Linked DNA regions of Mus musculus: all the other regions are linked to region 7. A link is a contact called in public Hi-C, HiChIP or PLAC-seq and promoter capture Hi-C data. All regions are on one chromosome and are shown on one strand. Each heading gives the region's core, a stretch centred on a gene start, on an enhancer-like site or on the middle of the called end of the contact. The rest is flanking DNA. Distances are from core to core; before and after follow the strand shown.

Region 1 (4,002 bases), core at 673-3,172, 400 kb before region 7:
GTCCCCAGAATATTTAGTGTCCAAGAGTTTAGTTACTGCTGTTTTGTACCTGCTGGGCCCTCAGGTGAACCGTATCTTAGTGCCAGCTGGGGGGGGGGGGATTAGAGGGGGCTGCCAGCTGCTAGACCCACCAACAGGCCCTAGGTATTGGCTCTCAACTTGAAAGTAAAGTGGGATCCCTACCTGGATTTTATACCTATGCAGCAACCTGCCCCACAGGCGTTGCTGTCTACCAACCAGCCTATGCCACTCAGCGGGCTCCTCCTCCTCCAGCCCCAGCCCTGCCTGGCTGGGGTGTCGGAGCACGTGGCCCCAGCCCTGGGGAGCCATTACGCTCCTAGAGTAGCACGGCAGGCAGGAAAGAGATCGTCGGTTTCAAACTTAAGCGCGCTGGAGAAACCTCTCCTTGCGTGCACCACCACCATCCCCGCCCGGACCCAGCCGGCTTGTAGGGTTCAATGAGCAGATACCAGGGCCGGCAATAGAAATCTCAGACATGACGATTTAACAAGAGTTTAAGAGAGATTCGGCCACTGGTCAATCGCGATTTAGTAGCGAGTGGATCTGGGGCAACCTAGGTAGGATCAAGCTCACTAAGGGGTATCTCAAGAGAGACCTCCGACCACCCACCCGACCAGGAGATTCAACGCTTTGCATTTATGACTGAGGAACAGAAGTGGGACAGCAAAGTTTGCAGACCCATATGCAACAGGAAGTAGACTAGAGCCCTGAAGCAACCTAAGACGCACCCTCATCAAAAGGCCTCCCCACCTGGCCTGCTTAGCCCACCTAGTTGGTTACGGCCGAGCTTTGTGCAAGTAAAGCGTGGCCCCGAAGCGCCTACAAGTCCCACAATGCAGCACCGACCCGGCATAGAGAACTACAGCTCCCGTGAGGTCGTGCGCGCAGAGGCCCGCCTACTCCAAGAGGGCTGCAGAGTCACGTCCAGGCCTCGCTAGTAAACAGCACCCGAGCGCGGGCGGAGAACGTGCGACTAGTGACTGCCAACGTGTGGGGGACCGCAACTTCCCTGCTTGAAGCATGGCCACTAAAGGTCCACGTACGCCTCGCAACCTCGAGCGAGCACGCCCCCAACCCTGCTGCAGCCCTGTTCTCTGCAAACGTTCACACCACCCGGCTCCCCGCCCCCCCTCCCCGCAGCCTGGAACCGCGGCATGGCAGCATTGTAGCTGTCCTCTCGCACACTCCGGGCCCCCCCCAAAACGACCTCCTTAGAAGAGGGTTCCCAGAAAGCGCGAGTAAGCAAGGAAAAGGAAGGAAGCCAAAGCTGGCGGGGGGAGGAGGAAGCGCTGGGTGAAAGCCACCAGCAGCAAGCATGGCCGGGACTGCTGCAGCACCACGTGGGTCTGTTTGCAATTTACAAACGTCGCGACTCGCCCGCCTGCAGCGGACAAAAGTGGACAGAACCTCTCGGGGTCCCCACGTTCCAAGGGAAGAGGGTCCCTAGGCAACGCAAGCAGGGTTCCAGAGACTGCAGCGGACCCAGTAGCTAAGAAAGGCGAGCGAGCTCGGAGGCGCGAGCCATGCGTGCGCACACGCGCACCCGCCCGGGCGGGCTGGCCGGGGGCTGCAATGGGAAGAAGGGGTTGGGGGGAGGAGCAGTACACACCTACAGAGCCCTCCTATCACTTCTTTCTCTGTTTTCCTGAAATGTTGCAAAGAGGGCACCTTCTGAGTGGGCACCATGAAATACTCCATAGCGATAGGCCCCCCTCCTGTGCACGAGCCAGGTCTCGCGGTCAGCCGGAGAATGCAAGATGGAAATCCGAATCAAAGGGCAGCGCCGGACGGAGGTGCAGAATCGGCCGGTCCCAGATGCTGGCGGCAGCAGCAGCAGCGGCGAGGGGAGGGAGGCGGGCGGGAGGGGCGGGCGGGAGGTCTCTCCAGCCTGCCTCCCCGGGCGTGTGTATGTGTGTGTGTGTGTGTGTGTGTGTGTGTGTGTGTGTTTGCAGCTGATCAGATGTCTGTTTCAAGGCGGGAAACAGCTGGTGAAAACTCAGCACTCCCCGGCCTCCTTCCGCGGAGTAAGGAATTGCATGTAAACAAAGGACTATTTGCAGCGCCCCCCCCAGGGCGACTGGATGCTGGGGCGAGAAGGGCGCAAGCTCCTTGGGACCGACTACTACATGGGTCTGCAGACTTAACCCTGGGATCAGGAATCAGGGGTCGACAGCTGGCTGTGGGGGGACACGATGTGAATGGAGTGAACAGCGGCCCAGCTACATGCGCCACTATGGGTGATGAGGTCCATCAGCTGACAGGTTGGCAAGCGTAGCTAAAAAGAAAAAAAAAAAAAAAAAAAAAAAAAAAAAGGCCAGCCCCACCGCACGGGATCCCAGTCTGTGCAGTCCAGGGTCCGGTGAGGACTGCCCAGTGCGGGGTCTTTGCGCACCGCTATCCTGGAGGACGCGCTGGGCGGGGCTGCAGCAGCAAAGGGAAGGCTCTTTTGGGTGTGTGCTTCAGGCTTTTGCATTTTCATAATTGCCACTGCACGGAGCGGAGCAGAGCCACTCTGGCGCGCTCCCTTTCGAGCCGACCCGGGCCCCCTGGAAACTTGCGTCATAGCCACTGTTTCCCACAAGTAACTTGGGGCTGACTCTGACCACCCGCCAGCCTCCTCCCTCCGTCTTTACCCAGGTGGCTGCCTGGCCCAAACTCTGACTGGTGCTAGGAAATTAGATTGCGAAGGGTACAGGCAGGTGCGCAAGGTACCTCGGATGTTTGGGGCTGCCATAGGAAGAGAGAGCAAGTGGGAAGGAAGGGAAGGGCGGAGGCAAGCCAGAACAGCAGCGGCCCTGAGGCAGGCTGCCAGCGCGGTCCGAATATCCATTAGAGGTCTGGTGGTGGCTGCCAGGTCCTGTCTTGCCTCTTTCACTACCTTACTTTCCGACTTCGCGCGCAGCGGGCTGCAGCTTCTCATTCATGGGGAAGGCGGGATAAAACTTGCTCCACCGCCAGAGGGCGCGCTCTACAATGGGGGGGGAGTGGTGGTCTGGGGCAAGGGAGGGGACGTTTTAGGGGTGAGCTTCCGTCCTCTGACACGCCCCCACCTTCCGGTCCCGGCCCTCCCCAGACTCCTGGAGGGCTTGGCCCCAGGCTCAGGAAGCCCACGCCTGCCTCGGAATGTCCTCGCTCCAGCTCAGCGCCTTTCCCAGACCCATTCGCTGCCTTCCAAGGTTCCACCCAAATCGAGCCTCTTAGTTGAAATACTTCTATTTATAACAATTGTTGGGTATTATTAGAAAACATTGTTCAATATTACCAACCTGATCTCTAACTGTAGATGCCAGATCAATTAGCATCTAATCCCAGGGACACGTAACTTGAAAAGCAGCACTTCCTAGCCGGCTGGGCTGTGCAGTTGCACACCTGTAATCCAGAATTCTAGCGCTTGGAGATCGAAGATACGATCGTGCCTCTAAAAAAGACAAAGAAGCAAGGCGGTGGTAGCGCATGCCTTTAATCCCAGCACTTGGGAGGCAGAGGCAGGTGGATTACTGAGTTCGAGGCCAGCCTGGTCTACAAAGTGAGTTCCAGGACAGCCAGGGCTATACAGAGAAACCCTGTCTCGGGGAAAAAAAAAAAAAAAAAAAAGACAAAGAAATGGGAGAAGAAAAAATCAGGAAGGCAGGTGAAATGGCTTTATAGGTAAAGATGTTGGCCTGCAAGCCTGATGACCTGGTTTTTATTCCCAGAATCCCCGTGGTATAAAGAGAGAACCAGCTTCCACAAATTCTCTCCTGACCTTGGCATGTGCACTTTAGCATACATACATACATACTTAGAAATTAATTTTTAAAAGTTTAAAGGAAGTAAAGAATATGAAAAAAGGCAATTTCACCCCACCTCCACCCCCAGACTGGGTTTCACTATATAGCCCTGACTGTCACAGAACTCACTGAGATTCCTCCCCCCACCCCCTGCTTCCTCTGGAATTAAAGGAGCCACCACTGCACAGATGTGTGTATGTGTGTGTATGAT
Region 2 (3,610 bases), core at 188-2,687, 340 kb before region 7:
AGCGGAGGCAGGAGGGTTTGAGTTATAAAGCATGACAGTACCCCAACCCAAACCTGGGCCATTCCTAAGGACCTGACAAAATTAGACATAATCGGACTCCCAGGGGTAATCTTCTAGGCTCCTCTTACCTCACCTTCCAACAGTACTTTCTCATCCTCTTTTGGATGAGAAATCCATCTGGGGATGGATTTAAGGCCTTTTACCTGTGGTGGGCAAGCACTGCAACACTGAGCTATACTCTCAGCCCTATGTACTAAAGTTGCCCTGGAACTCACAAATTCCTGATCTTCCTGGCCCAGCCTTTCAAGTGCTGGGTTTACAAGTATAAGCCTTACACGAGCAGCTGAGGTAAGTTCAAGGTGGAATGTGGAGAATGCACGCTAAAGACCGAGTTCCACGAGGAACCAACAAAGGTTCTTACTAAATGGCAGCGACCTAATTACAAGGAATAATATAGTGGCAAATGTTTAGTCTCAGAACAGAACACGAACAAAGCTGGGGCCAAACTGACTCTTGTGGGAAAGATGAGCTTGGAAAAGTCAAATTCTCTGAGCTTCAAATCCCTTAAATTAAAATGGGGACGATTGAGAAGGCTTAAATGACAATCTACATAAAGCTTCAGCTCCAGACAACGCATTGTGAGCGGTTAACTACTACCTACTTTCCCATGGTCAAGGAAGATGCTCCCAGCTGGGTGAGATGGCGCACACCTTTACTGCCAGCCCTTGGGAGCCAGAGGCAGAGACAAAAGGATCTCAGTGAGTTTAAAGCCAGCTTGAGCACATAGGGCGTTCCGGGCGAGCCACACTATCTATATACATAGTGGTACTTAGTCTCAAACAAACAGATAAATAGGCTTCCCTAACCTTCCAATCACTTAGGGGCAAATCTCAAGAACCTGCGGGCAACTTTCAGGTGCCAATGGTGCCAAAACGCTCAGCCTTTCTGGTTTCAATTCTAGCAAGTCTCAGGTCTACCACTTCCTTGGATGAGCCAACTGTCAAACGCGGTTAAAAGCCAAGCGACACAACACCAATATCGCCGAGTCCTGCCACTCAGGAGCCGGCCCAGTCAACGACCGTCTCCTCCCACTGCCCACAGCGGACCGCGCACGCCGAGGCAGGGAACGCACAGGCCGGGATTGGCCGGGAGCTTTCCGCCAACCGAGCCTCGATTCCCCGGTCCGCGGTCGTCACTGCCCGGGCACCAACGACCGACCGGGCGCCACGCTACAGACTCTGCTTCCTGTGAGGAACCCGGGGGGCTCACGGCATCAGGACCAGAGCCCGCTGCTGGACTCCGATTTGACCTCCCTTCCCGAACACCCCATCCCGGGCCTCACCATGGCGGACGCTCCACTTTAGGGGGACGGGTGCCGCTTCCCGACCCAGTGGGACCAGCTCAAGGGTTGCTGGTGGGTCAGAGGTCAAGGGAGACCGGAGAGCGCGTGCGCAAGGACGCGACGCGTTTCCAGAGGCGTGACTCTCGCGGCACCGCGCATGTGGGCGGAGCCTGCCTCGGGGCCAGAGGACCAGTGGGCGGCCCCAGACTTGGTGCAGTTTGGTGGCCTTCCCTTCATTTTCCCAAAACACTTAGGAAGAAGCTATCATATGAAATAAACCAGAGTATAATAGGGTTGGATGTTAAAATCGCTAGAATATTTAAGAGAACCAGGTATTTCAAAATAGGATTTATTTCACATTGCCCCTTCTGGTGAAGCTCTTTCCTAGACGCCTGAGGAACTGTTTCTGCCCATGTTCAGTCAACTTTGTAATCTAATGCCATCTCCTCAGTGAGGGCCACCAAGTCCCCTACTACAGTGGCATGCCCAGCACGCTGTCCTGATTTCAAAGGTCTGAGGTGTCCTTTAAACATCAGATGCTTAGTTTATTCTTTTCTGATTTTTGTTTGTTTTGTTTTTTTTGAGACAGGGTTTCTCTGTGTAACTCTGGCTGTCCTGGAACTCACTCTGTAGACCAGGCTGGCCTTGAATTCATTGCATTCTGCCTGTCTCTGCCTCCTGAGTGCTGGTATCAAAAGGCGTGCGCCACCACTGCCCAGCTGCTTCTGGAATCTTTATGCCAGGTTTGGTCTCTAGTCAAGCTTCTTTGCTTGGTTTGCAAAGGCTTCTCGTCAAGTCCTCACAAGACCTTCTCTGGTCTGTGTGTCTGTGTGTTGGGACAGTTCCATCAAGACAGCCGTAATTCACACACCAAGCAGTTCCACCTTTTGGAGTGTACAGTTCAGTTTTGCCATGACCAACATCCAGATCAGACCAGTTCTTGCCCAGCAGCCACGCACGTCCCTACTTTGAAATCTACTCATCTGTACTTTGTGTCTGGGTTTCTCCTCAACAGTCCACAGACTCAGAATCGGAACAACACATGGTCTTGTGACTCCATTATCATTTCATGCTTCCTTTTTTCCCCTTAGTTCTCAATTTGTGCATCTTAACTCCTTTGGCAAATTTCTACCTCCAGAAATATTTACATTGTGATATATAACAGTACCAAAACTACAGTTATGAAGTAGCAATGAAAGTATTTTTTATGATTGGGGTTCACAACATGAGGAACTGTATCAAAGGGCTGCAGCATTAGGAAGGATGAGAGACACTGCTCTATGACATAATTCTTCTTTTTTTTTTTAACATTTATTATCATTGCTATGTCTCCTACTAGAGTAGGCACTCACAGTGAGCAGGACATTTATGCCTTTACTCCTAGCTATCAAGCACCGGGACGGCTGCCTGGCATGGGTACTCATGTATGTTTGGTGAATGGCCTTAAGTCAGATGCCTCTAGACTAGTGGTTCTCAACTCTCCTAACCCTTTAACATAGTTCCTCATGTTGTGGTGACCCCCAACTATAAAATTATTTTTGTGGCTACTATTATGGACCGTAATGTAAATATCTGTGTTTTCTAACATGTTAAGCCACCTGTGAAAGGGTCACTTGACCTCCCAAAAGGGTTTGTGACCCACAGCCTGAGAACCTCTGACCTAGACCAGTGCCCAACCTACCTCCACACTCTCCCTTCCCTGCGTACAGTGCTGACCTTCCATTTGCTTGCCATTGGGTCCTGCAGATCTTAGTTTTCACTTTAGGAACGGAAACATCTCCCCCTCAGGCCCTGACCCTGCCATGAGCCCAAGTCAGCTCCTTTTCCGTTTCCTCATTGCTTTCCTATGCACCACTGGTTCCCTAGTGTAACAGAGCTGCAGTCAGCGGAGCGCCATCTTTCCTGTATATTACAAGGAACGTGTAGCAAAGTGAAACCAGCACGAACAGGAACAGACCCAAATCTTGCTCGCTCACTCATATCCCTGTATCCTTCTTTCTATATTCCCAGGGAGTGGAGCAGCACAAGAGGCAGCCAGCTTAGAAAAGTTTAATTGCTGGAAACATCCAGAGCATATCCTATATAGGCTGTTTGTTATGGGGTCCACACCACTGTAATGAGGCTGTTAGCGCCATGAGACCCTTTCTCCTCAAGCCAGGAGAAGCAGGACAAATGGTCCTAGGCCCCTAAGGAGAAAGCGGCTCCCAACAGCTTGGTGGGGGACCAGCCCCCAGTGTCCTTGACTGGGGCTGGTGCAGTAGGCAAGAC
Region 3 (3,608 bases), core at 431-2,930, 370 kb before region 7:
ATAACTAAATTGCAGATTCAAGATGCCGGGAGAGGGCGCTTTGCAGTCCCTCGCCTCAGACTCTAGTGATGTTCGGCGGCCCTTTAACAGCCTCTTCCTGGAAGCAAGCTTTAGGTCCCAGAGCTGGCCTTCTCCGGGTCCATCTGCCAGCTAATATTTAACCCGGCAGCACTGCGACATTATCCACACAGGGGAAATGGGGGTGGGGGGGCATTATCCCCGCCTTACTCCTGGTGAACCGACCTCTTCCTAAATCCCTTTCATGTATTAAAAGATCATAAGAATCTAATATGTGTCTTCGTTCAAACCGAAGCACCCATCATGACTACATAATCAGTTAAGAGCACTGACTACGTATCCATTTGATCACCACATCAGGAGCACCAATTATGTGCCTACCTTCGCACCAGACCAGGAGCGTGTGCCAAGAGCAGTGCCTGGGAATGGGGATGCCCCATGATCAAGATTCATGTCTTGATGTGGCTCTGGCGCAGACCGAGGCATCAAATGCCCGAATAACAGATTTCCAACCCGGAGTCAGTACTTCACCTACTGGTGATGCTGACTTTGAAGTGCCTTTTCGTTTCCTGAGTTCAAGTCCAACTTCGGATCAGGAGGGCTGTCTTTTTGAACTGAGATTTGTCACCAGACAGGTAAAAAGATATTAGGCGTGGACTCAAGACTCGCCCAAAGAAAACACTAAAGAACGCCAAGTCTGAGCTTCCCAGGAAAAGGTGGGAAACAGCTTGGCTGCGGTGTGCAAGCGTTACTGACTTACATCCACTTTTCAGTGACCAACTCATTGAACTTACTGACGCCAAGTGCGATGACCCCGGCGGCGCTCAGATTAGGGGACCCAGGTTGTCCAGGCGGATGTCACCAAGATAACGGAATCCTGGATTGGTTGTGCCAGGCCTTGTGCTTATTTCACCAGGAGGGCAACTGAGGCTGAAGACAAGGCAAAGCTGGAAGAGAGAAGCGTGGCCTCGAACCTGTCGGAATTGAAAGGCCTTTGCCTGCGCGGTCCTGGATCTGGACTGGGCGGGGAAATCAGGGCCTTCCAAGAGGCATTTCTATCACCTCCGCGGCAGCCAAGGGCCGCGGGGGCCCTGGCCAAGGTGACCCCGCAGGGGGAGGCGAGGGTCCCCGCCCCTCGCCCGCTGCGGCCGCCTCCATCTTCCCGGTCCTTGGGGCTTTTCCTCCTGGCCGGTTCGCCCGCCCCTCTCCCAGGCTTCCCCCAGGGGCGGGATATCTCGCCCTGCCCCCCGCCCCCCAGGCCTTGTCCTAGCGCTGCCCTCGGGCTGGGGGCGGGACCGCGGCAGGCGGGGATGGGGGGGGGGGGAGTCGAGGAGGACGCGCGTCTCTGCCGTGGCGGGGCTCCCTCCTTCGCTCCCCCTTCCCTCCGGTGCCCGCTCCTGCGGCCGTCCGCTCTCCTCCCCTCCCCGGGCCCAGCCTCCCCCCACCCCCACCCTCCACCCCCCGCGCACGCTCCGTCTGGCAGCTGGCGCTCCGGGCCTGGGGCCGCAGTAGTGAGAGGGGTTTGTAGGGAGGGCGGGAGCGAGCGAGCGAGCCGCGAGGGAGGGAGGGAGGGAGGCCGCCCCCCGCGCCCCTCCTCTTCGCCCTCCTCCAAGGCCGCCAGTCCCTCCTCCCACCCCCTCCCTCCTCTCCTCTCCTCCCTCCCTTGCAAAGACATCCCCGCACAGCCCGGCCGCCGCGGCCACCTTCCCTGCCCCGAGCTGCAGATGTGGCGGAGCGGCCGGGTGCCGCGCGGCGCCAGGGGAGCCCGTGCCCCGTAAGCCTCGCGCCCCGGCCCCCGCCCGCCCCGGCCCTCCCCCTCGCCCGCTCCCCGCTGCCCCAGGACCGCCGGAACCCGCAGCCGGAGCCAGTCAGCCCGGCAGCCGAGGTAGGAAGCCCCCGGGCGTCGCGCCGGGAGGACGCGGGCTGGGCCAGGGACTTGCCTGGTGCGCGGGGCAGCGTAACCAGAGGGTCGCCTCCCCCTCCCGCGTCCGCGCCTTGCTCCGGGCCATTGTGAGCCCTCGCTGAGGCCCCTGCGCTCGTTGGTTTTGCGCTCTCCCTTTCTCGCCGGCTCCCTGGCTGGGTCCTTCGATTTCACCGTCTTTTTTCTCTTTCCTTCCCTCCTTCTGTTTGGGGGCCGAGCTGAACTGTGGCCCGGCCCGGGGCGGGCGCAAACTTCACTGGGGAAGTTGGGCGTCTTCAGTAGGGGTGCTCTGCGAGGTGAGAGGGGGCCACCCGAAGCCTGGGCATGAAGTTGTATGGGGCATCTGGCAGCCACCTTTGCTCACCGGTGAGCTCGGGTTATTTGGAAGGTACCCTCCCTTTCTGGGTAAAGTCCTGCTCTCACTACCCTTAACAAGCCTTGGGGGAGGCAGAGAGGGGGGCGTCCCTTGATTCAGCACTAGGAGTTGGAATATTGTGTAGCCTTTGGTCCACTCCTGAAGGGTGGATGGAAGCAGGTGAGGGACCTGGCTGGATGGAGAGGGTGAGTGATTGCATCCTCAGGATGGGTCTGGAAAAGAGGTGACGAGGCAGGTGCATCCCCCTCCTACCAGGATGATGCTTGCACCTCCCCGCAGGCCCCCTAGGATGGGGCTGGAATCCAGGCTGGCACCTGGACGCCTTGGCACACTGCCCTACCCAGTGGGATACTCAGGCCACAGCAGGGCAGCATGCTGCCTGTCTGCCTACCCAGGAGGGCCCGCCCAGCCCAGCCAGAGGGTGGCGGGGAAGCACTGGTTGCAGGGAGTTGCCCAGCCCTGCCCTGGGGCCTGGGAAGCTGGAAGGGATGCTGGGAGGAGCCCTGGGCCCCCAGCCATCAGGGCCCAAGATCTTGGCTCTAGAGGGAATGCTTGACACCAAGGGGGCAGTCAGGCTAGCCAGTGGCCCTACCAAGACTTGAGCTCCCATGGGTCTGGCCAGGGCTAGGGCCTGCGTCTTGGGCTTCGGTGGCAGGCACCCTGCACGGCTGTCTCCCTGTTGTCCTGGCACCCAGGAAGGAAGGTGGGGTTGAGCCATGGCTAGGGAGACAACTGCTATCTTAGCTAGCTTTCTGAAGCCCCTAGGCTCAGGGAATGTAAAACTGTCCCCTTCAGTGTGCCCAGCTCTCCCCAGGCCCTGCTCTGGTGGCACAGTACCACAGCTGTCCCAGCCCCAGCCCACACATCCCTCTCTAGTGACCTCAGAGCCCTCTCTCTCTTTTCTTCCCTCTGGGCTCAGGCTGGGCCTCTCAGCTGGCCCTGGCTTGCACTGGGGGAGGGGTCTCCTAAGACACCCTTTGCTGAACTGCCGTCTAGCTCATTTCAGGATCCAGTCCCAGTGTAATATGTCCCTGTCTGCCATCAGTCAAGCAGGAGGCAGTGCCAGGCTGTGGTTTTGTGGGGTGGGGAACCCTTGGAAGTAGCCCTGTGTCTTTAGCCTTTCCCCCCTCCCCCTTCTTTCCGGAGCTACCATTAGTGCTGACCCCCTGACCCCCTATGCCTGCCTGTCCTTCCCTGTCTGTGACCCCTGACCTTTGGTGTTAAATCCCTCCAGCTGGGTCTCTCCAGCCTCAGAGTGACCCTAGCCCAGGCCCCCTGGGGCAATCTGGCTCT
Region 4 (3,760 bases), core at 331-2,830, 260 kb before region 7:
GTTCCGGCAAACAGGCATCCTTTGAGTCTTTTAGCTGCCAGGCCCAGCACCCAGCAGTTCAGTTGCCCTTTGAGCTCTTGGCTTGGGCAAGTTTTTTCTTCCTTGGAACCAGTTTCGTCTGACCTGATTCCCATCTGAGCATTGGCTATAGTAAGTTGGCCTCATTGAGTTGTGGAATGAATGACACAGGAGCTGCTGAACTCCTGATGTGTTCTGGGCTTAATGCTGTGGCACCCAACATGTGCTGTGCCTGTTCCTCTCAGGAAGCCAGTGTCAGCTCTTGTCCCTTTTGTGAGATTGGTTTCTCACCTGTTGCCTGACAAACACACATAACATGTGCACCCCAACCTGTGAGCATCTGCTTAGCAGTGATGACAGTTTAAACAACTCAGGGTTTCAGAGAGAAGCTCAAAGGACCAGCATTAGCACAAGGTACCCCAAGAAAGGGAAGGGAATAAGGGTGAGGGGCATGGATAGAGGCAGACATGTCATAGGCAAATGACTGTCTATAAAGGTAAAGGGGACCCCCCCCCCGTGTTAGGATGAGGTGTTTAATTTTGATTGCTGTACTCCAATTCTTTGATAGTTGAACCTTGGTGGTCAGCGTCAGGAGGAGGAAGTGGCCAAATAAGGGAATAGGCCTTGATGGCTAGCTTTAGGAATGTGATCTAACAGTTTTGCAAGGAAGAGAGAATAGTGAAGGGTAAGGCCTGCCAGAGCCACACTTGCCATGTGTAGGCTGGCTAGAGCCCTTTTCTGAAACGTTGACTTGGCCATCAGTTCCTCACCACTGGCTCAGTGCGTGCCTCTGCGCGAGTCAGACATGTATGTGCTTATGTGCTTTCAAGGGCTGCCTGGAGGAAGTGCTCGGCCACTAACTGTTGTTGGTTCACAGGAGGCTGAGCAGTAGGCAGCAGAACCTGATCCTGAGCTATGCCGAGGATGAGACTGACGTGGAGGGGACGGTTAATGGAGTCACCCACACAAGCACTGGTAAGGTACCTGGGACTGACATGGCGGTGTGAGGGACCTCTGAGTCTCTATTGACAGACATTTCAGAACTTGAGTTTTCATAGGCCCCCAAAAGTCATTGGAAGAGGGGACTCGTGGGTATACAGCCATCTCTCATGGGTGCGTCTCCTATTCACTGCATCCATATATTTAAGAAAGCCCAGGAGCACTTGCTGCCCGGCAGCTGTGCCTAAAAGTTGTTTCCTGAGTTCTAGCCTTGGTTCTGCCACTTGCCCTGTGACTTTGGGCAATTACCTCCAAGAATTCTTTGTAATAGTTTAAGGGGGAGATGAATTGAACAGAGCTATAGACACTTTACTAGGAGTCCAAAGTAAACAGTGCTGACAACAGTATAAAGATACTACCTCCCACTTGATGAACAGATTTGTTGCCTAGGCTCAGATGTCATGAACTCAGACACAAGTGGTTGATGTGTGGGCTGGAGCTTTCCTGTGCCCCTGAGGCTGTTTCTCAGGTGAAGCTTCTGTTGATTGATATAGGTCAGGACAGGTCAGGACAGGACAGGACAGGTCAGGACAGGTCAGGACAGGCTGTGCCCAGCTGCACGTGTTTCTACCTCATTGCATCATTTTGTTTTTGTGGGAACCTGAACAGAGTCCTCAGATCTGGAGTGGCCTTATATTAGTGTGTGGTGGTTTATAGCCAGTATTCAGAGCTAGGGCAGCTTTTCCAGCAGATTAGAGGGAGGATTTGGAGTTCTCAGAGGGAAGAGACAGTAGTGGAAGTGGAAATCCCAGCAGCCTTCCCTGGAAGTTTTGTTGAGCTCCTGTTAAGAACAAGAGCCCTGTTTATAGCTTGACCAAACACCAAATGATATTTATTTTAGTGTTTAGATGCATAATGCATAAACTTTTCTCTTTGTTTTTCACTCATGTTTGCTTGTTTGAGATGGTCTTGGTGGCATGTAACATGAGATCCTACTGCTTAGGCTTCTGAGAGCTGGGATTCAGGCTTGGTCCACCATACCAGTTCTTGTGTTCTCTTTTAAGCTAAATAGGAAGTGGGACAAGTTATTCCATAGAACTCTGATTGTGTGCCTATAACTTCATGACAAGTCCCCAAGGTTTCATAATACACGAGATTTGCTCTGTACACAGGAGCTCCTGTTCTGCAGGGCAGGGCGCAGATGGGGACAGGAACAGTCCATCCTTTTTAGAATGTCCTTACTATTTTCTTCCATTAACCTCTGTTGTCATTGTTTTCAAAATCGCATCTCTTTGGGAGTTTGACTCCCAGATTTGATTTTGTAAAGCAGCTCAGTTGATAAAGTGCTAACCTAAAATCCCTGAGGTCTCAAAACCAAAAACCAATGGGCTTTTTGATAATCTTGCAGAGATGGGTTGGGGAGAGGGTCATGAGGCTCCCTCCTTCCCTCCCTCCAGCACCTCCTGCTGGCTGTATCTAATTCTACTCCATAGCATGTGTTCTCTGGAATGCTAACTGACAGGGGACTCCACGATGCAGTCTGTTAGGTCATTGACCATGTGTAGGACTTTTCTGCATTGAGAACATTTGGGCATCACCAATGTTCCTGTAAGCAACCCCTCATCCATGTCTGCAAGTAAACCCAAAAAACACATTGGTTCCCTCAAGCTGGACATAGTTGGAACTGCTTTCCTGTGTCTGTGCCCATCTGGGGTGAGTAGACATTGTTCACATCCATCTCCCTGGGGTAGTTGATGCAGCATCTAGATGCAGGACAGACAGCAGGAGCACAGCTCACTCTGAGTGGGCACACGGAAAGGAGTGCTGTAAGCAACGCGCTCAGTGAGGCCGGTGCTATTGGGAGCTGCAGAGGTGACTCAGAGACATCGCTGCTCTTACAGAGGACCTGGATTTGGTTTCTGACACCCACTTGGAGGCTTAGAACCATTTCTAACTCAAATTCCAGGGAATTCAATGACTTATTATGGTCTTCTCCATGGGCACCAGGCAAGCACGTGGTGCACATATGTACATGCAGACAAAATAGCTATACACATAAAAAGTAATTATAATCTTTAAGGAAAAAGAAAAATGTAGATGGGCAGTGATGGTACACACCTTTATCCCAGCACTCAGGAGGCAGAGGCAGGCGGATGTGTGAGTTCTAGGCCAGCCTGGTCTACAGAGCTGGTTCCAGGATAGCCAAGGCTATACACACACACACATTTCTCTTTTTCAAAAAAAAAATGCTTTAAAACAGTCTGGGTGGTGGACAAAGCTGCCAGGACACAGCTGAGCTCCACGCTTCACACAGAGCCAGAGCCAGAGCCTGCACAGCTCTCTGCTCAGTTCTGAGCATTTCCTTTTGTAATATGTAAAGGGTTAAGTAACATAAAGGACTCTTAACACATCAACACATCTATAAACCATGGGCTCCCTATACCTCCTGAGTCTTCTAAGATAAAATACATTTCATTTCCTTGGTAAATGATGACAGACATAATGTGTTGACACTGTAAGTCACCACTGGTGGCACTTCTTTCTTTTTTTCTTTCCTTCCTTCCTTCCTTCCTTCCTTCCTTCCTTCTTTCTTTCTTTCTTTCTAAGTACACTGTAGCTGTCTTCAGACACTCCAGAAGAGGGCGTCAGATTTCGTTACAGATGGTTGTGAGCCACCATGTGGTTGCTGGGATTTGAACTCAGGACCTTTGGAAGAGCAGTCGGCGCTCTTAACCACTGAGCCATCTCACCAGCCCCCTGGTGGCACTTCTAATCCATGCCAGGTACCATGCCACTGGCTGTA
Region 5 (4,007 bases), core at 360-2,859, 470 kb before region 7:
GCATCCCCCTGTCCCCCCACTGTCATCCAGAGCTTGTGGGGTTCTGTGTGGATCAAACTGTGTCAGGGGCTTTATAAGAGCATTCACTCCAAAGACACCAGGAGCCATTGTTTTGACCTTTTCCAGATCTTTGGCCTGCACCAGAAGGAGGAGTTGGCTGGATTGCAGGCTTGGTGCTCACGCTGGGAACAGTCTCCTGGCTTAATCTAGAGAATGTCTCACAAAAAGGACAAAACTTCTGCATTTCGAAGATTGAAGTTTGCTACCTGAATCAACAGTAAGAAAGGACATGGGAGAAGCATAGACAAGGTTGAGCCATCCGAGCTCCAGGCTCTGCCCATCTGCAGCTTGCAGCTCTCCTTATCTCTTCACTGGGGCTCTTCACATCCTCCCCTCAAGCTCAGATTAGTCTTAGTCCATGACAAGTCTTCCAGGGTCTGAAACCAAACACTGAAAACTGGGAATCCTTAGATTCTTGGTCCCTGAGGCCAAGGTCCTCTAAGACACCCTGCTAGGAATCACACCCTGCCAAGGCTACTGGAGAGGGGTATGAGAGAGAGAAGCAGAATTCTCTAGTGTCTTCAAAAGAAAGATGGTGGTTTAGGAGGGTGCTCACTAGCAGAGCATTTACATAGTATGTGCGAGGCCCTGGGTTCAGTCCCCACTACTGCAAAAATAGAAAACAAAACCAAATCTGGGCAAAGAAGCAGGTAGAGGCTGTAGACAGAGATGCTGTTTCTTATTGCTGCTTTCTGGTCCTCTAACTTCTTTTCTGAACTAGCTGCACTGAGCACCTGTGCTCTCCAGACTTTTGTCTTCCTGAGCCTGCAGACAGACCTCAAAATACAGTCTTCTTTCTTAAACTTTTTTTAAATTTATTTCTTATAATTTTGTATACTGTCCTGACTCAAAAGTCTGAAGTACAAAAAGCCCCAGTCTGTCTAGGCCACAATACACTCTCTATTAGGTAACTAATGCTGGGCCAGTTGGGGTGGGTTTTTTTTTTTTTTTTCTATTTTCTTTTGAGAGGACGTTATATTTCCCAGGATGTTCTCAAAGTCCTGGGCTCAAGAATCAAGTGATTCTCTTGCCTCAGCCTCCAGGGTAGCTGGGCCTATCTATATTTGTGTACCACTACCCTGGACACTAATGCTAATTTCTGGCATTTTTCAGCTGCCTTACTGTGTATACACTGTGTTGTATACCAGTGTTGTACATTCATTTTTGTATAGCATGAATCCCTTCTGCACCTGGCTTTTGGATATACTGGTTTTGTTCCTTTGGGAGTAAAGCAAAGTCCTAAAAGATGATGGCTTCTGTATGGTGAGCACAAGTCGTGGGCTGGCCCTTCCCTCTTGTGTGTAAGCACACATGAGAGGCACTCAGCCTGGGAACACGGCGATTAGGCATCTCAAGAGAGTTATGCCAGTTATGGATTTTTCCAAAAAGCCAGCGCTGGTTATGTGAGACAGAGCTTCGAGTGTTGCTGTTCCAATTCTGCACAGCAGGGGGCATTGTGGGCATATGTGGGAGACCAGCAATAAGCTTGAAGGATAGGGGGCATGCAGGAAGCTGGCAGGACATTAGGACAGAGAAGCCAAGTCCAGAAAGGGAAGCCAGAAGAGAGCCAATTGGCCTTTGCTGAGAGCCAATCCAGGGGCAGCTGGCAGCCTCTTGGCCACTGAGGCTTTAAGTTTGGAGTTTCCCTGGGAGGGTCATGCCACTCTTGGTGTCAGAGTAGGGAGACAAGTACAGAGGACAGAAGAAAGCCAGCCACTGTTCTGTGACCTCACACCAGGCCTGCACGCGCTCGAAGAAGCAGGAGCGGCGGGCGGCGGGCTCTTAGGCCTGTAAGAATGGTATAGGAACCGACAGCACAGGGCATTCATCCCCTGGGGAAAGGAATGGGGCCGGGGTCCTGACAGTGGCCAGGGCAACCAGCACTGCCTGGCATTAGATTCCTGTTCTGTAGAGTAGGAACAAATGTGCCCTCAGATACACAGCTACTCAATAGGCATTAGGCTAATATGGAAATTGCCAGGTAACACAGGAAGAGATTTGTCATGTGATTTACAATTAAAACAAGGGCTGGGGTTATAGCTCTGTAGTAGAGCACTTGCCTAGGATGCTCAGGGCCCTGGGTTCCATCCCCAGAACTGAAAAGAAAAAAATAACAATTATGAAAGCTTTAAACCAGGAGTTAGAGTAGCTGTGGATATAGCTCAGTGGCAGGGCACCTGCTTAGCATATCTAAAGTCTGGGGTTGTGTCCCCAGCACTGAAAAATGAGTCACACTTTTAAAGATGGCAAACCATGGTGGAACAAGAATTCTCTGGTATGTTCTTGTGAATACAGATTGGAGTATTTCAAGGCAATTTTCTAACAATGATTAAAATACTTAATTCTAGTGTTCTATAATAATTTTTAAACATGTATTTGTGGGGCCGGGGTATGCCAGAAGATAAATTACGGGAGTTGGTTCTCTTTTCTTACCATACAGGTCCAGGGATTGAATTAAGGCTGTCTGGGCTGCAGGTACATTTGCCTACTATGCCATCTTGTCAACCCCTTTGCTGTACTATTTTAAGGACAAACAAGCAAGCAAAACATGTCTTACAAATATCTGTACACAAAATATATGAATTATGCTAGTGTTTGGAATGGTTTAATTTCATTTTGTTTAGATAGCATCCCACTCTAAAGCCTATGGTGGCCTGAAATTCATTCTGTAGCCCAGGCTGGCTCTAAATCCTTAGTCATTCTATTGCCTCAGCCTTACAAGTGCTGAGACTACAGGCATAGCCAGCATGCCCAGCTTTGGAACATATGTATGTATGTATGTATGTATGTATGTATGTATTGGGGGTGCACAGCTTGGTGTGTGTATCGAGGCCAGAAGGGCCTTGTGGGGCCTGATTCTCTCCCACCGTGTGGCGTTCAGGAACTGAACTCACGCTTAGATGCAAGTGCTTCTACTTGCTGAGCCCCCTCGCTAGCCCTACTCGTTTGTTTGTTGTCGTTTTCAAGATAAGGTTTCTCTGTGTAGCCCTGGCCGTCCTGGAAGTCACTCTGTGGACCAGGATGGCCTTGAACTCACAGAGATCCACCTGCCTCTGCCTCCTGAGTGCTGGGATTAAAGGTGTGTGCTATCACACCTAGCTTTTCTGCCCCCTCCCCCAAAACCAAAACATTTGTTTTTTTTTTTTTTCTTTTTGAGCTCTGGCTGCCATCGTCTCACTATGTAGAGCAGGCTGGCTTCAAACTCACAGATATTTGCCTTTATATTTTAAAATTTAGAAAGTGTACAGCACCTATTGTGCCTCAGAAATTAGATTCTGGTTGTATAGAACGTGGTGTATTCTTAGAAGACAGGCAAGAAGCTTCAATAAAGAATAATGGTGAGTCATGCATGCATGCACATACATCTATATGTATACACACACATGTACATACATATACATATGCACACTTGGTATAATATGATCCCATGTATGTAAGAAGAAAGAGACATTCCTATATTCATAGATATAGAAGAAATGTCTAGAAGAATCTATTACATCCTATAGTTTTGAGCCCTCAAACAAACTGTGGGTGTCTCTGGGAGTGGAACTGGATAAATTGGAGATTAAGAAACAAATTGTGTGTGGGAGGGGGCAACATGGTGTGATGGTGTATTTTGGGGACAGGGCCTTGCCATGTAGTAGCCCAGAACTCACTGTGTAGCCTAATCTGTCCGCACAGTTACAACTCTCCTGCCTGTGCCTCCCAAAATCTAGGATTACAGCTCTACACCGTCATGCCAGGCTTTATTATTCAATTTATATTTTTATATTATTTGAATACAGTTGAAACAAGTATGTTTTTTGTTTTTTGTTTTTGGTTTTGGTTTTTTTTCGAGACAGGGTTTCTCTGTATAGCCCTGACTGTCCTAGAACTCACTGTGTAGACCAGGCTGGCCTCAAACTCAGAAATCCGCCTGTCTCTTCCTCCCAAGTGCTGGGATTAAA
Region 6 (3,579 bases), core at 692-3,191, 290 kb after region 7:
GGTGGAAGTCAGGGTTTGTACCCACGTACTCCCACAAAGTGAGATACAGGAGGGGCTGCCAACAGTATACAGGAGCAACAGTAATCAGGCGGTTAAGTCCACAATTCGTGTTCATGATAGTCTTTAGGTTCTTGGTAGAAGCGCTCTTATGTTCATTCTCCTATACATAAGCTACAGTTTGGGGGATGGGGCAGTATGACTCCCTAATTTGGAGCTGTGGGACTCTCCCTTTCTACCTTGGTTGCCTTCAGCAAAAGGATTGTCAGTCTGACAGCTTATACCAGCCTTGGCTGCCTGAACACTCCATAAACACCCTTAGACAACCAGACCTGATTGTCATGACTGCTGAAGCTGCGGGCTCAGCCGGGGCTGTTTGAAACTTTTTGCTGTTACAAACCTGGGTGTACAGTGTATTGCTCTGCACTCATTTCCTGTGGGACAGAGGGGAGCACGCCCCCTAGTGGCGTAGCGGAAGGATGGCTGGGATGGAACAAGAGGCAAAGCCGTGATTGGTTCAGACACCTACACAGCCTGCTGCTGTGGTCAAAGAGGGAGTAGACTGTAAGGAACCCTCCCGCGCTACCTCCTGGGAAGAGTCTCTTGCCTACTTTAGTAGTGCGGGCTGCGGGGGTAACAAGGAGAAAGCAGACCCAGTCAAGGCTCAACAGTGGACGGCAGAATTGTAAAAGCAGACAGGCTGGCCATGGTCAAGAGCTAATGAATCCGCACTTCCAAGACCTGCACAAGAGCTGTATGTTTCTAAGGGCTGCTGCCAAGGGCTGAAGAAATCCAATACCTTGGCCTGCTGGGAAGCTCGCAGCCAAAAATGTCCTAAGAACTCCCGGAGGGCCAAGGGCCCTACACTCAAGAAACCTGCAATTACTGGTCTTGTCTGCCTACAGCCGGCACAGAAAAACACAGTCAGCAGAGATCAGCACTCCCAGAACTTTTTGTCTATCTATGATTTCTAGCTGGGCAAAGGAAAAGAAGTCCAGCTGTTTAGTAGCAAGAGGCTGCTATCATTGTATCCTTTACTGTATTAATTAGAAATGATGGCACAGAGATGTAGCCTCTTGTAAAGTCCCACAGCACACAGGGGGTTGAATTAGAACTATAAGCAGGAAGCTGGCCTCCCCGGCCAGAGCTCTGATTCTTTCCTTCTTAAACTCCTGGTCAAATGGAGTGACCACAGACGCCAGTGCTGTGCACTGTGGGTGACCCTGAGCAAGTACTTAGCACAGCACATGAACTATTATTACAGTTGACATTGAATAAGGACTTATATGTTATTCGGGTTTCGTTTTGCGTTAAGACCAGAGATATTTTATGTCGATGAAATAATACAACTACCCAAACCACCCAACGAAACCGGGTAGACTCTGGAGGAATACAAATCTATAGTAACTCATGCCGGTGAGCTCACCGCACAAGAGTTAACAGCGAGGCACGCTCTAAAGGATCCTCGCGTCCGAGCTGCAGGTCCCCAGGCCACAGGGAAGCACCATTTTCAGTCCGAACTCCCTCTGAGACGGTTCTGCCTGAAGCCTGCCCTTCGGATGGGGACCTGGCCTCCTTTTCAGGAGAGCGCGGCTCTTGCCATTTGAAGACGTTTAGTTTTTCAAAGTTGTTTTGCAGTCGCCAAGATGACCGATTACTGGCTTAAAAGTTGCTAAAATAATCCAGCCCGGTTCGTGACCCTGTAAACCCTGCCGGGGAAGGGCCCGCCTGCCTCCCCCAGTCCAGCGGTGAGCAAAGGCGGCCCGAGACTCCCGGCCCCGCCGCCCGTGGTGCTCGACCCTGATACCCGCCGCACGCCCGCCGCCCACCTGCCAGGGAAAGGAGGGCAGCGCGCGAGCCGCCAGGAAGCGGCGCTCGAAACTCTGCAGCAGAGACGTGGCCCCCTCGTGGTCCTCAGGCGCCATCGCGGGGCAGGGCCAGGGTTGCCTGGAAACGGGCGGAAGCGAGGCCTGAGACGGAGGAGGCGTGGCAACTAGGAGGTAAGATGTGGGCGGGGGCTAGTCTATGTTCCGGCCCAGGAGGCGGGGCAAGATGGTGCCCGCGGGGCGGGGAGTACGGTGGGGCAGGGTTAGAGGCGGACCGGGCCGGGTTGGGCCTGACTGGGGAGCGTTTTAAACAGTTCCTGGAGCTGGAGCTGGCAACTTGGAGGCGAAGCCTAGACTGGCTTGGGGGCGGGGCTCAGAGGGCGGTCCTTGGCAGGAACTGGGGGTTGGAAGGTGGGCCCGAGCGGGAATGGGGGTGGGGCTGAGATTGAGGTTGAGCAACTCTTAGCCGGTTGTCTTTGGGTGGTCTGGGGCGAGCTCAGATCAGCCGGGGGCGAGGCTAGGGTGGGTCTGCCCTCGAAGTAGCCGAGGAAGATTTTTGGAGGGGTCTAACCCCACCTGGGTGTTAGGAAGTGATACCTGGGATCCTTCAGCCTACCTGCGCACGCACACGCGCGAGTGCGCGCGTGTACACACACACATCCACGAAGCCAGGTCAGCATAGGGGACCAAGGAGTTGGTCTTTATTCCCTGAACTGGGTTCATTTAAATAAAATGAACTGAGATTGTTTCTGTGGGGTTTCATCTTTTAATTTCTTTACGTTATTTGTGTATATGTGTTCACACACACACACACATATAACAGTAACAGTATCTGCTCTGAAAATTAGTGCACAGAATTGCAGAGGCTTCCAGCAGGAGTTTTGTTTCATCTTGCAAGGAATAGAATCTGAACTAAGAGTGGGAGTTAGCTGCAGTGGGTGGCAGAGTATTCTGTTCAAAGTCCCTAGAGTTGAAAGGCAGGACACTGGCAAGCCACCCCTGTTGTCCTCCAAGTGTGCACTGTCATTCAAGGTGTAACAGTTCAGTTTAGCAAATGTCTCAAAATCTCCATTTGGAAGCTTCTAGAGCTAGCTTGTTAAATATACTTGCAGAATGTTGATGAAGGGGACAGATTGTATCCCATTACCTCCTTTAGACAAGAAATCCTGAGGTTTGTTTTGGAGAACAACAGAAGGGAATTAATTACAGTCAGGTCTGTGACCCTCCAAAAATCCAGGCCAGCATAGGGGACCAAGATGGGATTGGTCTTTTATTCCCTGAGCTGACTTGATTTAAATAAAATGAACTATGATTGTTTCTGTGGGATTTTGCCTTTTAATTTCTTTACATTGATTATTTGTGTATGTGTGTGTTTGTGATCCACCACACATAAATAGAAGTCAGAGGATGGCTTGAAGAAGTTGGTTCTTTCCTTCTACCATGTGGGTTGAACTCAAGCCATTTGGCAAGTGCCTATACCCACTGAGTTATTGAAGTAGCATTATTGGTTTGTTTTACAGTGTCTTGCTATGCAGACCTGGCTAGGTTGGTATTCTCTTTGTAGCCCGTCTTGGCCCGAACCTTGCAGTGATGCTCCTGCCTCAGCCTCCAAAGCACCCAGGCTTCTCGGTGTGTGCCGCCATGCTGGACTATTACTGTGACTCACATTGCATATTCCTCATGCTGCACTCACCCAAGGAGCATGGGACCTGGTGACTGAGGAAGGCTGGCTTAGAGTGGCCTCCGGGGCGCTCAC
Region 7 (3,788 bases), core at 1,049-3,548:
ACAACAACAAAACAGCTGGGAACATAGAATTTGTCTCAAAAAAGAAAGGGGGGGAGGGGAAGAGGAGAGAAAGGACGAGTAGGACAGGGGAAAAGAAAACCCTAGCAGACTGCAGAATGCAATCCTGATGTTACTTGAGCAGGAATCCAGCTATGCAACCCTTTTATGTATAACAGATGAACACAGGATGACAGGTGTATGGTTAGGAGTCCTTTCTTCTGGGTAATCCTACTCAAACCAAAGCCTAGCCATTTATCTTCTAACAGATTCTTAAGTCTGGGAGCAATAGGAAGCTAGTACAGGACAGGAAGAGTTCTGAGAGAGGTCAGGTGCCCCTCTGCATAAGGCCTTCAGCCACGAGTCCGAGCCCTACCAAGGCAAAGTCTGTGGGGGTCGGAGGTGAAGGGAGAAGAGATAACGGCAGTTTACAGTGAGTAGAGCCTCAGTTTCACTTTCTGCTCTTACCTGTGCAATGGCCACTGTTTTGTTTTGAGACAAGGTCCCACTGTGTAGCCCTGGATGACTTAGAACTCAATGTGTAGGCCAGACTAAACTTGATGGCACAGATACACTTGTCTTTGCTGAGATTAAAGGCCTGTGCCACATACGTAGATAAATGGTCACTGGTACTAAGCATTGGTGGGGGCCACCTCAGTGATCCCAAGCCACTTTAAGTGGCTGAGTCCTTCCGGGACAATATCGCAGTGCTCTGGCAAGGTTATTACGCTGAGGTTGGAACTGACCCTAACCTGACCCAACAGAGTCAAGAGTAGAACAGCAGGGTGGGAAGACCCGGGCTTTGGCACTGAACCCACCTGGGTCCCATCTCGGGGTCAAGACCACCACAGGAGTGGCCTCAAGGATACAGAGCACCACAATATCCATACTCAAGAGTTCTGGTGAACCCAGAAGGAAGCCCGAAGGAAGTATGACCCAGAAGGTACTAATTCCCTCGAGGCCCTTAAACACTCTAGCATTATCCTGTGTTGGTGAAAGCTGGGCCTGGCAGCACAACTTCCAGACGAGGCAGAAGAGTCAAATCCCAAGCCTGCCTGGGCAACTTAGTGAGACTAAAATATTTTAAAAGTAGAAAGATGGGCTGGAGAGATGGCTCAGCAGTCAAGAGCACTGACTGCTCTTCTGAAGGTCCTGAGTTCAAATCCCAGCAACCACATGGCTCACAATCACCAGACAACTACAGTGTACTTAGATTAAAACAAATATGTTTTTAAAAAGTAGAAAGATTGTTGAGGATCTATCTCAGTGATAAGCACTATATATACACAACTTGCAAGGACATAAGTTTACTTTTAAAAGTTATAAAAAGGACAACATACAACAGTTTGCCAGTCTCACGATGAGTGATGTGTGTGGGCTGGTAAGGTGAAAACAAGGCCTGTATCCTGGAAACACCAGCTTCTCCTGCTGCAAGGCCTGCGCTCAAGTAGCACCTAACCTAGTCTGAACCAACAGAATGGACACGTGCTTCCCCAAACTGGAAACCATAGGCGGATTAGCAGAACCCTGGAAGAACTCACACCTGCAACTCCAGCTCTTGGGGGGCTGAGACAATAGGACCGCCTTTGAGTTCAAGGACAACCTGGGTAACATTAGATGCTTACACTAAAAACATCCAACCCGCCAGCGTAGTGGCACCGGCCTTTAATCTCAGCATCTGGGAGGTAGATCTCAGTGAGTCTGTGGCCAGCCTGGTCTACACAGTGAGACACGCCCACAATCTCAAAAAACCAACACCCCCAAAAAATCGATTCAAGTAAAATAAAAGTTTCTATGTCTTCTGCACCTCTCTCTCTCAGAATTTCAGTTGCAGCCCTGATAAGTTATTCTTAAAATTCTTAAATCTTAGTTTTAAAAAAAATTCTATTCTGGAGGCAACTGTCATTCCTCCAAGAGATCCATGAAGGCCTCGAGGGAGCCCCTGCAGCCCAAATGTACGACGCAGTTCCGACCCTAGCGGTCCCGGCGACTATGCACGACCGCAGGCTCCCGTGTGGCTCAGCAGTCTGGCCGACACCTCGCGTGACCCCTTAGTTTAGCACCACGGCGGCGGGCCCGTGTCCCCAAACCCTGCGACAGGCAAACGCCAGGGCTGCCCACCCGAGCAGACTCAGGGCGCCTTGGGCCCCACCTCTCAGAGGGCCCTGCCGCGGCCCGGCCTACCTTGCAAGGCCTCAGGTTCCCGGGCCACCCTCCAGCGACAGCGGCTCGCCCCTCACCGGCCGACAGCCCTGCGCCCGGCCCACCCCGGAAGTAATCCTCGCACGGCGCAGAGCATCCCGGGAAGGTGACGGACGTTCTGTTATTGACACGCCACAGCAGCCCATGAGATGGCAGATACCGGCCCATTCGCTCGGGAGCCAATCCTGAGGCAGAGAGGCAGGCGGCGAGTCGCCAGGCCGCCGTGGGTGGCCGTACTCAGCACGGGGACAAGGCAAGTGGGCGGGCGGAGCGGCTGAGGCAAGTGGGAGACCGCGGAAACCCACGCGACGATGGGTGGGTCCTGGCTGCGGGTGGCAGGGAATGAGACCCTCCCCTCGGCTCTAGCACGGACTGCCTCGTCCCGCTGCCTTCCAGTTCCCTTGACAACGACGCCTGGCGCGGGGCGGGGCGAGGCGGGGCCAACTGGCTTTGAGGAGAAACACTGAGCCGCTCGGTCTTCTGAGCTCCTCCATGCTCTTTCCTCTGCGGGTCAAGCCTTCCTTCAACCCTCCCCGCCTTGCACACCTAAAGGACGATCAGTCCTGGGCGGCCCCCTTCACTTCGGTGATTCTGTGTCCTACCGCCAAAGCCCCTGGTAGGAAACATCTTTTGGTGCGTATACCAAAAGCGTCTCCACCTGTGGTTCCCAATTCAGGACAGCCAAGCACCCGTCCTTGCTCAAATGCCCTAAGACCCCACTCACTCCTCTGACGCAGCTCTGGTTTGGCACCGTTAGCTGATCTGCTTGGTCCGCTTGCTAGGCCTTCACCCACAATCCTAAAGTCCCTCTGCCCCTGAGGACTGAACGTGTTTTCTTTAGGGTGAGATATAAAAGGTGGAGCTGAGCCAGCGACTGGATTATAGAGACTCATTTGAGTGATGACTAAAAAAAAAAATCTCTTGAATAATGGATCTTAAACCTCTAATTCTAAAGATTATTTTTAATTATATTAATGAATTAGTTTGTATTTTAATTATGTGTATGGGTGTGAAGGTGGGTATGTGTACTCCAGTGCAGATACGAGTGGACGCCAGAGACGGGCTCTCCCTGAGGTTAAAGTTGCAAGTAGTTGTGGTTTTGGAAACTGAATTGTGATCCTCTATGAGAGCAGTAGAGGACACCACCATCTTGTGCACTCATGACTGCACATACCCACACATACAGTCCTGCTACCAAGTGACATAAGTTTGCAGAACCAGAAGGAAATGGGTAGAAACTAGAATTTTTGCGGGTGCATTTTCATCTACAGCTGATCAAGGCTTTGGGAAGGCTACCAATGCTAGTTTCTCCTTGAACACCCAGACACTGCCACCTCACCTTGTGTGCTCCACAGGACTCCTTGATGATGACAGACGGTGTCCTTTGAGTCCTGGCCCCCATGACATCCAAAGACAAAGCAGTGATGTCCTTGCCAGTTTCTCCCTGGGATGCCATCCTTGAGGCTGCCAAAAACCAGCTTCCATCTCTGGATTCAGACTCGTCCCTGGTGAGCAAGAGCTTTCTCCTGGATATTAACTGCCAGCCTGGGCAAGGACAGCTTCGGGCACTCCTCTACAGACCCCACTTT

Evidence for each region. Hi-C and Micro-C count contacts between places; a contact is called where the count stands out from the background. HiChIP or PLAC-seq counts read pairs in DNA pulled down with a chosen protein or histone mark. Capture Hi-C pulls out chosen DNA fragments and counts their contacts.
Region 1: a promoter capture Hi-C map of adipose tissue shows a contact between it and region 7. The contact joins the promoter of Tfap4 here to the promoter of Anks3 in region 7. A contact is called at or near these places in 8 of 484 Hi-C or Micro-C datasets (CD4 T cells, LSK cells, embryonic stem cells and 3 more), 1 of 115 datasets of contacts at active chromatin or transcription factors (memory CD8 T cells) and 2 of 9 other capture datasets (adipose tissue and liver).
Region 2: an H3K4me3 HiChIP or PLAC-seq map of bone marrow-derived macrophages shows a contact between it and region 7, with 6 times the contacts expected there. The contact joins the promoter of Pam16 here to the promoter of Anks3 in region 7. A contact is called at or near these places in 1 of 484 Hi-C or Micro-C datasets (CD4 T cells), 5 of 115 datasets of contacts at active chromatin or transcription factors (bone marrow-derived macrophages, memory CD8 T cells, microglia and 2 more) and 3 of 9 other capture datasets (adipose tissue, embryonic stem cells and liver).
Region 3: a contact with region 7 is called in a FOXA1 HiChIP or PLAC-seq map of pancreatic cancer cells. The contact joins the promoter of Glis2 here to the promoter of Anks3 in region 7. A contact is called at or near these places in 1 of 484 Hi-C or Micro-C datasets (embryonic stem cells), 1 of 115 datasets of contacts at active chromatin or transcription factors (pancreatic cancer cells) and 2 of 9 other capture datasets (adipose tissue and liver).
Region 4: an H3K27ac HiChIP or PLAC-seq map of embryonic stem cells shows a contact between it and region 7, with 6 read pairs. The contact joins the enhancer-like site here to the promoter of Anks3 in region 7. A contact is called at or near these places in 8 of 115 datasets of contacts at active chromatin or transcription factors (the SCID.adh cell line, bone marrow-derived macrophages, embryonic stem cells and 1 more) and 5 of 9 other capture datasets (adipose tissue, embryonic stem cells, liver and 2 more).
Region 5: a Hi-C map of muscle stem cells shows a contact between it and region 7, with 2.2 times the contacts expected there. The contact joins the enhancer-like site here to the promoter of Anks3 in region 7. A contact is called at or near these places in 2 of 484 Hi-C or Micro-C datasets (CD4 T cells and muscle stem cells), 2 of 115 datasets of contacts at active chromatin or transcription factors (bone marrow-derived macrophages and microglia) and 2 of 9 other capture datasets (liver and pancreatic islet).
Region 6: a contact with region 7 is called in a Hi-C map of natural killer cells, with 5 times the contacts expected there. The contact joins the promoter of Eef2kmt here to the promoter of Anks3 in region 7. A contact is called at or near these places in 2 of 39 promoter capture datasets (neural stem cells and pre-B cells), 12 of 484 Hi-C or Micro-C datasets (CD4 T cells, CD8 T cells, LSK cells and 5 more), 4 of 115 datasets of contacts at active chromatin or transcription factors (embryonic stem cells, extraembryonic endoderm stem cells and pancreatic cancer cells) and 3 of 9 other capture datasets (adipose tissue, liver and pancreatic islet).

Annotation. Positions count from the first base shown.
Region 1 is chr16:4,557,798-4,561,799 of GRCm38.p6, forward strand. It overlaps Tfap4 (transcription factor AP4), which reads right to left and starts at 1,923. Exons shown (of 7, transcript NM_031182.2): 1 at 1,631-1,923. The coding sequence starts at 1,719.
Region 2 is chr16:4,623,509-4,627,118 of GRCm38.p6, forward strand. Pam16 (presequence translocase-asssociated motor 16 homolog (S. cerevisiae)) reads right to left here and starts at 1,438. Exons shown (of 5, transcript NM_025571.1): 1 at 1,343-1,438. The coding sequence starts at 1,345. It overlaps Coro7 (coronin 7), which reads right to left. Exons shown (of 28, transcript NM_030205.4): 28 at 3,376-3,610. It also overlaps a transcript of Glis2 not described here.
Region 3 is chr16:4,593,033-4,596,640 of GRCm38.p6, forward strand. It overlaps Glis2 (GLIS family zinc finger 2), which reads left to right and starts at 1,681. Exons shown (of 7, transcript NM_031184.3): 1 at 1,681-1,903. It overlaps D330022H12Rik (a long non-coding RNA gene), which reads right to left and starts at 1,223. Exons shown (of 2, transcript XR_875867.3): 1 at 400-1,223.
Region 4 is chr16:4,701,316-4,705,075 of GRCm38.p6, forward strand. Dnaja3 (DnaJ heat shock protein family (Hsp40) member A3) reads left to right here. Exons shown (of 11, transcript NM_001135112.1): 10 at 896-993. Among named protein-coding and RNA genes, the nearest start is that of Nmral1, 16 kb to the right of the region's middle. Within about 2 kb of position 1,581, at least 14 of the 459 cell types and tissues checked have an H3K27ac peak or open chromatin away from gene starts, as enhancers often do. A contact at or near this core is called in embryonic stem cells and liver, where this site is marked.
Region 5 is chr16:4,487,687-4,491,693 of GRCm38.p6, forward strand. All of the region lies in intron 4 of Srl (sarcalumenin), which reads right to left. Among named protein-coding and RNA genes, the nearest start is that of Srl, 33 kb to the right of the region's middle. Within about 2 kb of position 1,610, at least 127 of the 459 cell types and tissues checked have an H3K27ac peak or open chromatin away from gene starts, as enhancers often do. A contact at or near this core is called in bone marrow-derived macrophages, microglia and muscle stem cells, where this site is marked.
Region 6 is chr16:5,254,015-5,257,593 of GRCm38.p6, forward strand. Eef2kmt (eukaryotic elongation factor 2 lysine methyltransferase) reads right to left here and starts at 1,942. Exons shown (of 8, transcript NM_027446.2): 1 at 1,827-1,942. The coding sequence starts at 1,922. Gm15983 (a long non-coding RNA gene) reads left to right here and starts at 1,949. Exons shown (of 3, transcript XR_003951974.1): 1 at 1,949-1,997.
Region 7 is chr16:4,961,939-4,965,726 of GRCm38.p6, forward strand. It overlaps Anks3 (ankyrin repeat and sterile alpha motif domain containing 3), which reads right to left and starts at 2,299. Exons shown (of 17, transcript NM_028301.4): 1 at 2,182-2,299. It also overlaps 4930451G09Rik.